Regions from separate parts of the Anas platyrhynchos genome. Here region 1 is linked to region 2. Evidence: chromatin contacts called from public Hi-C data. All regions are on one chromosome and are shown on one strand. Each heading gives the region's core, a stretch centred on a gene start, on an enhancer-like site or on the middle of the called end of the contact. The rest is flanking DNA. Distances are from core to core; before and after follow the strand shown. Region 1 holds the start of SLC6A19 (solute carrier family 6 member 19). Region 2 overlaps TERT (telomerase reverse transcriptase).

Evidence for each region. Hi-C and Micro-C count contacts between places; a contact is called where the count stands out from the background.
Region 1: a Hi-C map of F1 follicle shows a contact between it and region 2, with 2.1 times the contacts expected there. The contact joins the promoter of SLC6A19 here to the enhancer-like site in region 2. A contact is called at or near these places in 2 of 8 Hi-C or Micro-C datasets (F1 follicle and F5 follicle).

The regions. Positions count from the first base shown.
Region 1 is chr2:67,395,117-67,399,201 of IASCAAS_PekinDuck_T2T, reverse strand. It overlaps SLC6A19 (solute carrier family 6 member 19), which reads left to right and starts at 1,777. Exons shown (of 12, transcript NM_001310802.1): 1 at 1,777-2,011. The coding sequence starts at 1,810.
Region 2 is chr2:67,335,443-67,339,589 of IASCAAS_PekinDuck_T2T, reverse strand. TERT (telomerase reverse transcriptase) reads right to left here. Exons shown (of 17, transcript XR_011807655.1): 11 at 3,098-3,283; 12 at 1,691-1,817; 13 at 1,305-1,366. Among named protein-coding and RNA genes, the nearest start is that of TERT, 22 kb to the right of the region's middle. Within about 2 kb of position 2,834, at least 2 of the 8 cell types and tissues checked have an H3K27ac peak or open chromatin away from gene starts, as enhancers often do. A contact at or near this core is called in F1 follicle, where this site is marked.

The DNA of each region.
Region 1 (4,085 bases), core at 528-3,027, 61 kb before region 2:
AGAAGTAGCATTTTTATGAAACACTCATGATGCAAGCTCAGAGGTATCATTAATGATGAAAAAGTAGATTATTATTCAGGAACTAAGGAAGTAGCTCAATGTACTGGAGTTCCATAAAAAAAAAAATATGCTTTAGGTAACTGAGAAAAAAAAAAGATGGCCTGCTGCAAGCTAAGAAGCACCTGAGGAGAAGAAAAGCTTTGATCCAGTGGTAATCAGGAGACAGCTAATCTGCGGAACTGACGAGGTCAAGACAAAGGTGAGTGATACGACTCGGCAGATTAATAGAGATATTTTAAGTACAGTTAGGGAAGTACTAGTACCTGATTACAAGGCACAGGGAAAATCCATCTGGTCTGCTGTATACAGTTATAGCTTTTTATGTCAAGGGTGAAGTTTTTTTTGGTAACTTGTCTGTTCAAGAGATAATGGAGAGCCTTTTTTTTGCAAGGAAGAAACTAAATCACCTTGCTTTATTTAGCCTGGCAAAACTGGGGCTGAGGCAGTTTAAATGCAGGGATCAGGTCTGCACTGACCTGCAGTTGTCACAAGTACAAATTATTATGAGCTGGTCCTGAATTTAATACAGCTGGATATCATATTTCTTAGAAACAAGAAATAGAAATCAAGCTAGTTTCTTTAAAGAAGAAAGTAGGCATAAGAATTCTGAAGTTCTAGACCAGCTTTGAAATAATAGGGAGTGCAAAAAAAAAATAAAAATCAATTTGAATTGACGTGATAAGATTGCAAAGGGATGTTGTGATGTGTTCACCTGCTTCAGAAGGGGCTGGACATACAAGATCCCTTCTAGTTCTTTATGTTAATCACCCTGTATCATCACAGGTAAGTAGCCTGTAGGGTTTATCTGACAAAATTCTTATGATACACACTGTGTTAGATTTTGTACATAGCATGCAGCAGCAACTACTTACCTTTTGATAACTGTGAGGTACAGACAGCTGTGTTGTTATGATTGTACTGAAAGAATGCGGACACAAATAGTATCTGCGGTATTCGTTAACCTGTGATTCTTATTTCTTTTTGACCCGTGTATCATAGGGTCAGTGAAAAGGTGAAGAGACCTTTGATTCAAGTCCATTTACAAGATGTTATGTTCTTCAGACCTTGTTCTGTAATGATTAGAGGCCTTAGGGTAAGCAGATTATGCTTATGATTGTAAAGGTCAGATTTTATAATCCTTTTCATTCTCCATCCTTTTTGTCAGGACATTTAATAGAATAAGATCTCTTGCAGAGAAGGAAGAACATTTCAGTAATTATCACAAAATATACAATTTTGTAAACCTATACTGTGGGAAGATGAGTGTGATGGAGATTCACAATCAGTTTATCTTCATGATAAGAATTAGCATGAAACCTCTTTGTTAAGCCTGAGGCCAGTGGAATCACTTTATTTCGTATTTGTTAGTGCTATATATGTATTTAAGTAAGTTTAAACATGGGAGTGGTGAGGGGTGTTTCATGACCTTATAGGCGATTACAGTTTATAGCCAAATTATCTCCTGAATTACATTAACTGAAATCAATGCCTTATAGTAGATGAACAGACTGTTCCATAAAACCTTGGCAGATAAAGCATTAATAAGTGTCAGAGCTGACTTGGTCAATCGAATGATTTGCTGACGCTTCTTTTTACCACAAGTCTGCACTTTCAAGTTTAGTGCCAAAGGTTCACTATATATAGCTGAAGACAGCAAATAGATGGTCTCTTTTTGTGCAGGTTTCTAACTAGCTGCCTGCTTCATAAAATCCTCGCAGGGGCAGCTTTTTCAGGCAGGAAACTAAAAACATGGTGAAGTTACAGTTACCCAATCCTGGCCTGGAGGACAGGATACCTTCTCACACAGAACTCGAGGTCCTTGAGAAAGAAGAGGCAGACTCCAGACCAAAATGGGACAACAAGGCTCAGTATATGTTGACGTGTGTAGGGTTTTGTGTGGGCTTAGGAAACGTGTGGCGGTTTCCGTATCTCTGCCAGAGCCATGGAGGAGGTATGTCTTTAATATATCTTAATTAACACCATCTATAACTAGGTTCAATCTCTTTCAGGAACAAATAATAGAATACTTTGGTTAGTACCAGTCAGTTCTTGTAGAGACAGTGATGGTCGTCTCTAGAAGACTGATGGAGAAGGTTATTTTGCAGGTTATGAGATCATGTCGCTGACAGGAGAAAAAGGACTGTTCTTATTGTGGGACCCAATCAGTCTTATGCTGTCATGTAAGCGGTATGTTTTAATTTAAAACTGATGCTACTTTACATACATACATACATACTTACATACATATATAATGTATATTTTTAAATATTAATAAACTACTTGGCAGTATAATTCTGATCATGACCCCAAACGATCTTTTCGTAATAGGGCTTTCAATGTTTTTTGACTGATCTATTTATTGGCTGTACTGTCAGTATACATGTAATTTATGATAACAGGAGTAACAGCACGAAAGTAGTTAACTAATTACTTTAGCTGTCGTATTATTAAGTCGTTTAAAATCCAAATATACACTAATTACCACATAATTTACTGTGACACCTTAGGGTTCAGTTCAGGACTGAGCGAACAGTATAAAAGATTTGCACCAGGAGCTTGTCATGCCTTCATCAGTTTGCTGAAAGTCTGTTCTGCTCACCATCTACTTGTCATCTGCATTTCACTCCAGGATATGCATAAAAAGTCTTTGTTCCTTTGAGGTGTTTGATCTCGAAGGAAAACTTGTGGCTTACATTAAATGTACAAAGAGAAACATTTGAAAATTGTTCTTCCTAGTTAGAGTGGGGACCAAGGAGGGCTCTGTGGGGAGTTACTGGCACTTTAATTACATGTCATTCAGTTGACTCACTTGAAAGAGAAGATACTTTTAATTCTAAGATTTTTCTTCCATGGGCTGGCTTTTAGGGTTTGCAGTGCAAACTGGAGGTCATGTGCAGCACTGCCAGCTCTTGTAACAAAAAAATTACAAGTCAGACAAGAAAAGTCATAACCGCCATTCTATGTATGACAATTTCCATTTGAAAAAGTGAATGGATATCTCCAAAATTCATGGCACTTGTTGCATTTTCAGGTTCTTCTACTTACCTTTAGAAAGTAAACACGCCCTGTTTCCCCATCCTGATTTACAGGCACTCTCCTGCTTTTCCACCTAGCTTTCCTTTCAATCTTGTTCTGGCAGAATGAAATGCAGCTGAAAAAATGAACATCCAGCAAACACAAAGAACTTGGCATACCTCATGATTTTCTGACTAATGTCATTGAAAAGATATGTATTACTTCTGTGTGTGTATCAGTATATACACTATGTTCTAGTTCATCCATTTCTCTCTCATTATTCTGTGGCTTGTCCCTGCTCAGGAACACTAACAAGTTATCTCCTGCTTCTTGCATCCCTAGGACTCTCAGATTTTAGGCAGAAGTTGTGAGGCAGCACGCAGCAAGGAAATGACATAGCTGGCTCCAGGATTAGAGTTACTGTACAGATATTTGTCCATGTAGCTGCTTTCCCTATCAATTCTTCTGCAGAACTCCAAAAGCAGTGACTTATTATCAAAACATAACGGTGGGCATCAATGCCATCTCATGGCTTCTTAGAAAGGACTCCTTATCTTCATCACGATTAAGGAAGGAGAGCTGTTGTGCAATCCCTTCTCCCTCCCTGCTGCACAGTGCTCCTCAGTTTCTTCTGCTGGGTCTAAATCCACCTCACCTCCTGCCACCACTGATGTCCTCTCATTACAGTTCCTGTTCTTCAACTTCTCCCTTCAATCAGGAAAATAAAAAGCTCTTTGCTGCCTTGTGAAAGAATGGCTTTGAATTAGAACATGTGGCTACCAGTATTGTGAAAACAGATCTTGAAGTTCTTCTTTTTGAAGATATTTTGGTGTTGAGATGCCTTCTATCTAGTGAGATTTTCTGGTTCCTGCATCTCTAATTCCTATTCAGCTGCGTTCACAGCTCCCCGTAGGTGCACGTAGTCAGTGCAGCTTGGCATCATACCTGATTGCACAATCTAAGTCTTGCTTCATCTACTTCCAGTTGGAAATCCATATTTCCTAGACATT
Region 2 (4,147 bases), core at 1,585-4,084:
AAGGATGAACTGCACTGTGCCACACCGTTAGAATGGCAGATGGTTTTGCAAAGGTATACTAAGGTAAAGACCTTTGTTAGTGTGTCACCATAACAGCAAACAGAATTAACTTTAATCATGTGCTACAGCTTAGAAAATCTTGTATCAGTCAAAACAGAAGTGTTAAAAAGATTTTAAAGTATTACTTCACAAGATAAGCCCTATTACACGTCTTGGACATAATAATGATATGAATGGGGGTAATGCAGACCAAGCTGTCTTTAAGAACAAAACTAAAGTGTCACTTCCTAACAAGTACAAGCCTAGCAAAAGAGCAACATGATGTTTGTGAAGAGAGAAACACCTCTTCTTTTTTTTTTTGTGTGTGGTAAAACAATGAACAATAATTCTTAATGGACTAACTCTTCAGTCACAAATCAGAGGAAACAAGAAACTGACTTTTTCATTGTTTGGCATTCAGAAGCGATAACAGGCTTAAATTCAATCAGAAAACAGTATAAACACAAGCCTATTACCTCCTGTTGTCACCAACAGGGTTGTGTTTAACCAAAAAAAAAAAAAAAATTTAGAGCATAACGATCTCATGGCAACAACATAAGCATCCACCAGAAAGAGTCTAAATAAAGGGATTTAAGCCTGTGAAGCAGGGCACTACTTCACTACTTGATCTTTATGCTACTTTTTAGTCCAGGGATTCTCCTATCTCAGTTGGAGCAGCCACTGAAAAGTTTTTGACACACAGAGATGACTGTTTTCTCCCAACCTGCTTATCAATTGTGATTTCTTTCCCTTCATCCTAGTTCAAAGCATTCATTTCCTCTGCCAGTCAAGAAAAGCTCACAAGAGCCAACAACATTTTTATCAGCTAAGAAGTAATTAAGGCATTATCAACATCTAAGAAACTGCAATTAACTTGTAAGGACAAAACTTCACTTAAGGCAGAGCTATATAGGTCGAAGTTCAGTATGATTTTCACAGATAAGAAGTTCTAAATATAAATTGGTTTATAAGTAATATGGCTTCTTATCATCTTCCTGGGGCAAAACAAACTGTTCTTCTTGAGATCAGCTGTAAATATCCTGGGACACTGAAAACTCATTTAGTGAAATGTCACTTAAACACGCATACAAATATAATCCTCTACCTGAATCTTATATTATGTAAGAACAGTCCTGAGACAAGAATAATGTGACCTACTACTACATTTACCACTGCACATTTTCATGGCATACATTTTGCTAGTCCATAGCTCCTCTATGTGTCAGGAGGGTGTCAAGAAACATTCACAAAACACAGCGACCTACCTGTAAGCCTGAAGTAAAAATATCTTGTAGACGTTAATGAAAACTGTTTTAAGGCTATTGATCTAGAACAGAACAGAAATAGAGCCATGGGAATATTTTTGTGTTACCGTACTATTTGTTCAATAGCAAAAGATGACAGAAATCTAGAGGAAAACATTTTATGCAATACACTTCCATAATGTTTATGATGTACTTAAGCAACAACAGCCTCAGCACAGAGCGCTCAGTTCTGGAAGGTACTGAGACCCCATATGTTAGATGATTCCAAGACTTCCACATTACGTGTATAATCTTTCAAAATCAACTCTTGGGTCAGAACTCAAAGCACTTTAATGGTCTTTATCACTGATGAAAATATTTCCAAACATTCACTTCTATAGTCCCACCTGTAAATCGAGAAACAAGCCATGGCATTTCAGTTTAAGGACTGCAAGCAATTTGTGTTTCATGTTTTTCCCAGCTGTTCTGTTTGAATTGAAGGAAAGACTTGATCTGATAGAAGTACAGGAATAGCTAGAAAAAAAGAGAAAATAATTAGACTCCATAGGCTAACAGACTAAATTAAATTCTGTGAAATGAGGCTCATTTAACTTCTCATCTTACAGAAATTGTCAGGTAATCAATGAGCCAACCGCAAAAGGATGACTATAACAAAATCCAAACTAGAAACAGACTGGACATTGTGGCATTAAGTCTATTATCTAGGGAATTACTTCAGTGAAGAAAAAATTGCCTTGTTATTTAAAATAAAAATCAATTAAGGGTCATGGGTTGTTTGTTAAACTGGTTTGATTTCTAAAAGACGTGGTCTAGCCACACCATTATTACTGACTACAGCAATAACCAGGTAATACTCGGTGATCCAGGAAATACCAGAGTTTAGGCTGGAAGCTGGCTCAGTTTACCTTTGCCCAACAACCTGTGTTCCGCTTACTTATGTTGAGCTTATCAAAACCAAGGAGACCTTTCTAAGAAACAGCTTCAGTATCCTTCCTTTTTGGAAGACTACTGAAGAACTTCACCACTTGGGCAATGAAAAACGTCCTCTTAATTCCTCACTTAAGCATATTCACGGGCTGTTTATATTAAAAACGGTCAACATCATAACAATATTATCATTCAGTTTAAACAGCTCTTTACTACTGTCCATCTTTAAGAAATGTCTAACACCAGCAGTCTGTAAAAATGGTCTATAGAGCTTTTCAGCAGCAAACATTCTCCCATCCTGAGTTTTATGCTGGTTCAGTCAGACTTCCTCGTGTATATACTCAAGGTCGCCAGTTTAAAGACAGGTTACTTCTCTCTTACACTAACATCTGAAATACATCAGAGGAAAAAATGTTCTGGTGCTGAAAGGATTACTTATCCCTCTGGTGTATAAAAATTGGTCACAATCAATCATGTAGTTCATGTAATACTACTATTTTTAGTAAGGTACATAAAATATCAGAAGTCCAGAACACTAAGTGTGCTCGTGCATAATGGTGAAAGAAGCTGAACTGAGGTGATCAAACAGAATTTCTCAGAAACCATGTAGTCACCATACGGTGTATGACTTCTGTCCGCTGGAAAGCTGCATCGCATTCTATGAGGTTACTTTTTACATGCATTCCACCAGGATGGAATGAAGAAAATAACAGGCTGTACAGCAAAATAAAACATTTAGGCTGTTGTATAAGAAACAGAATTGTAAAATTTATTTTGCAGTGAATTCAACTACACTACTCACAACACACTCCCGTATTTCTTGCACTGTGTATAAGACACTGATACTGGAATATACAACTATTTACCTGGAGTAATCGCAGTAAACCTCAAGTGTCTGTGTATCCAATAATAAGCCACACCATGGGATCAAACGACAGTTTGGCAGCTGTTTAAATTCAGAACATTCTGGGATATCGTCAGCAGAAAAATTCACCACTGTCTTTTTGGGGTTTATCAAAAAGCCATACTCAGGAATGCCCATTGCTAGAGTCCTGAAACAAATACAAGCAGTTAGCCTAAGCCCTGACAAAGAAAAAAACAACAAACAAACCCAAAAAAATCTACAAACATATCCCCCCAGCATGATGCAAACAGCCTTGCATGAAAGGACAGGAAGCCAAGAATAAAGAGAAACATGACCAGCTGTGGTGGTTTTACCGTGCTGGGCAGCTAAACCCCACAACCGCTCTCTCACTCCCCCTCCTTTAGATGAGGAGGGGGAGAAGTAAAGCAAAGAACAACTCACGGGTTGAGATAAGGATAATTTAATTAAAGGGAAATAATAATAACAATTAAATAAAGACTACCATGAACTAAACAATTTAACTAAGGGGAAATAAAAAGGGAAAGGGGAAAAGGGAGGGGAAAAGGAAAAATAAAAAGAAGGGAGGAAAACAAACAAACAAAAAAAATGAAAGCTATATGGAAGTGCAGAGGAAAGAAATTACTCTCTACTTCCCACAAATGAGCGATGATTGACCACGGCCTTGAAGCAAGGCCTCAACGCACGCAGCCGGTGTTTGGGAGGAAGACCGACGTTTTCCCAACAAGAGCCCACCCCTCCCCTCTTCTTCCTGTTTCCACCTTTTATTGCTGAGTGTGACACCACATGGTATGGAATATCCCTTTGACTGGTTTAGGTCAGCTGCCCTGGTGATGTTTCTCTCCTCACTTTTTGCCCACCCCCTAGGAGGGTTAGAGAAAGGCCCGATGCTGTGCCACTGCTGCTCAGCAGTAGACACAACACTGGTGTGATAACACTGCTGTTCCAGCTACAAGTACAGAGTACGGCACTGTATGGGCTGCTGCCGGGAAAGTTAACATTCCAGCCAGACCCAGTACACCAGCTCTTTAGG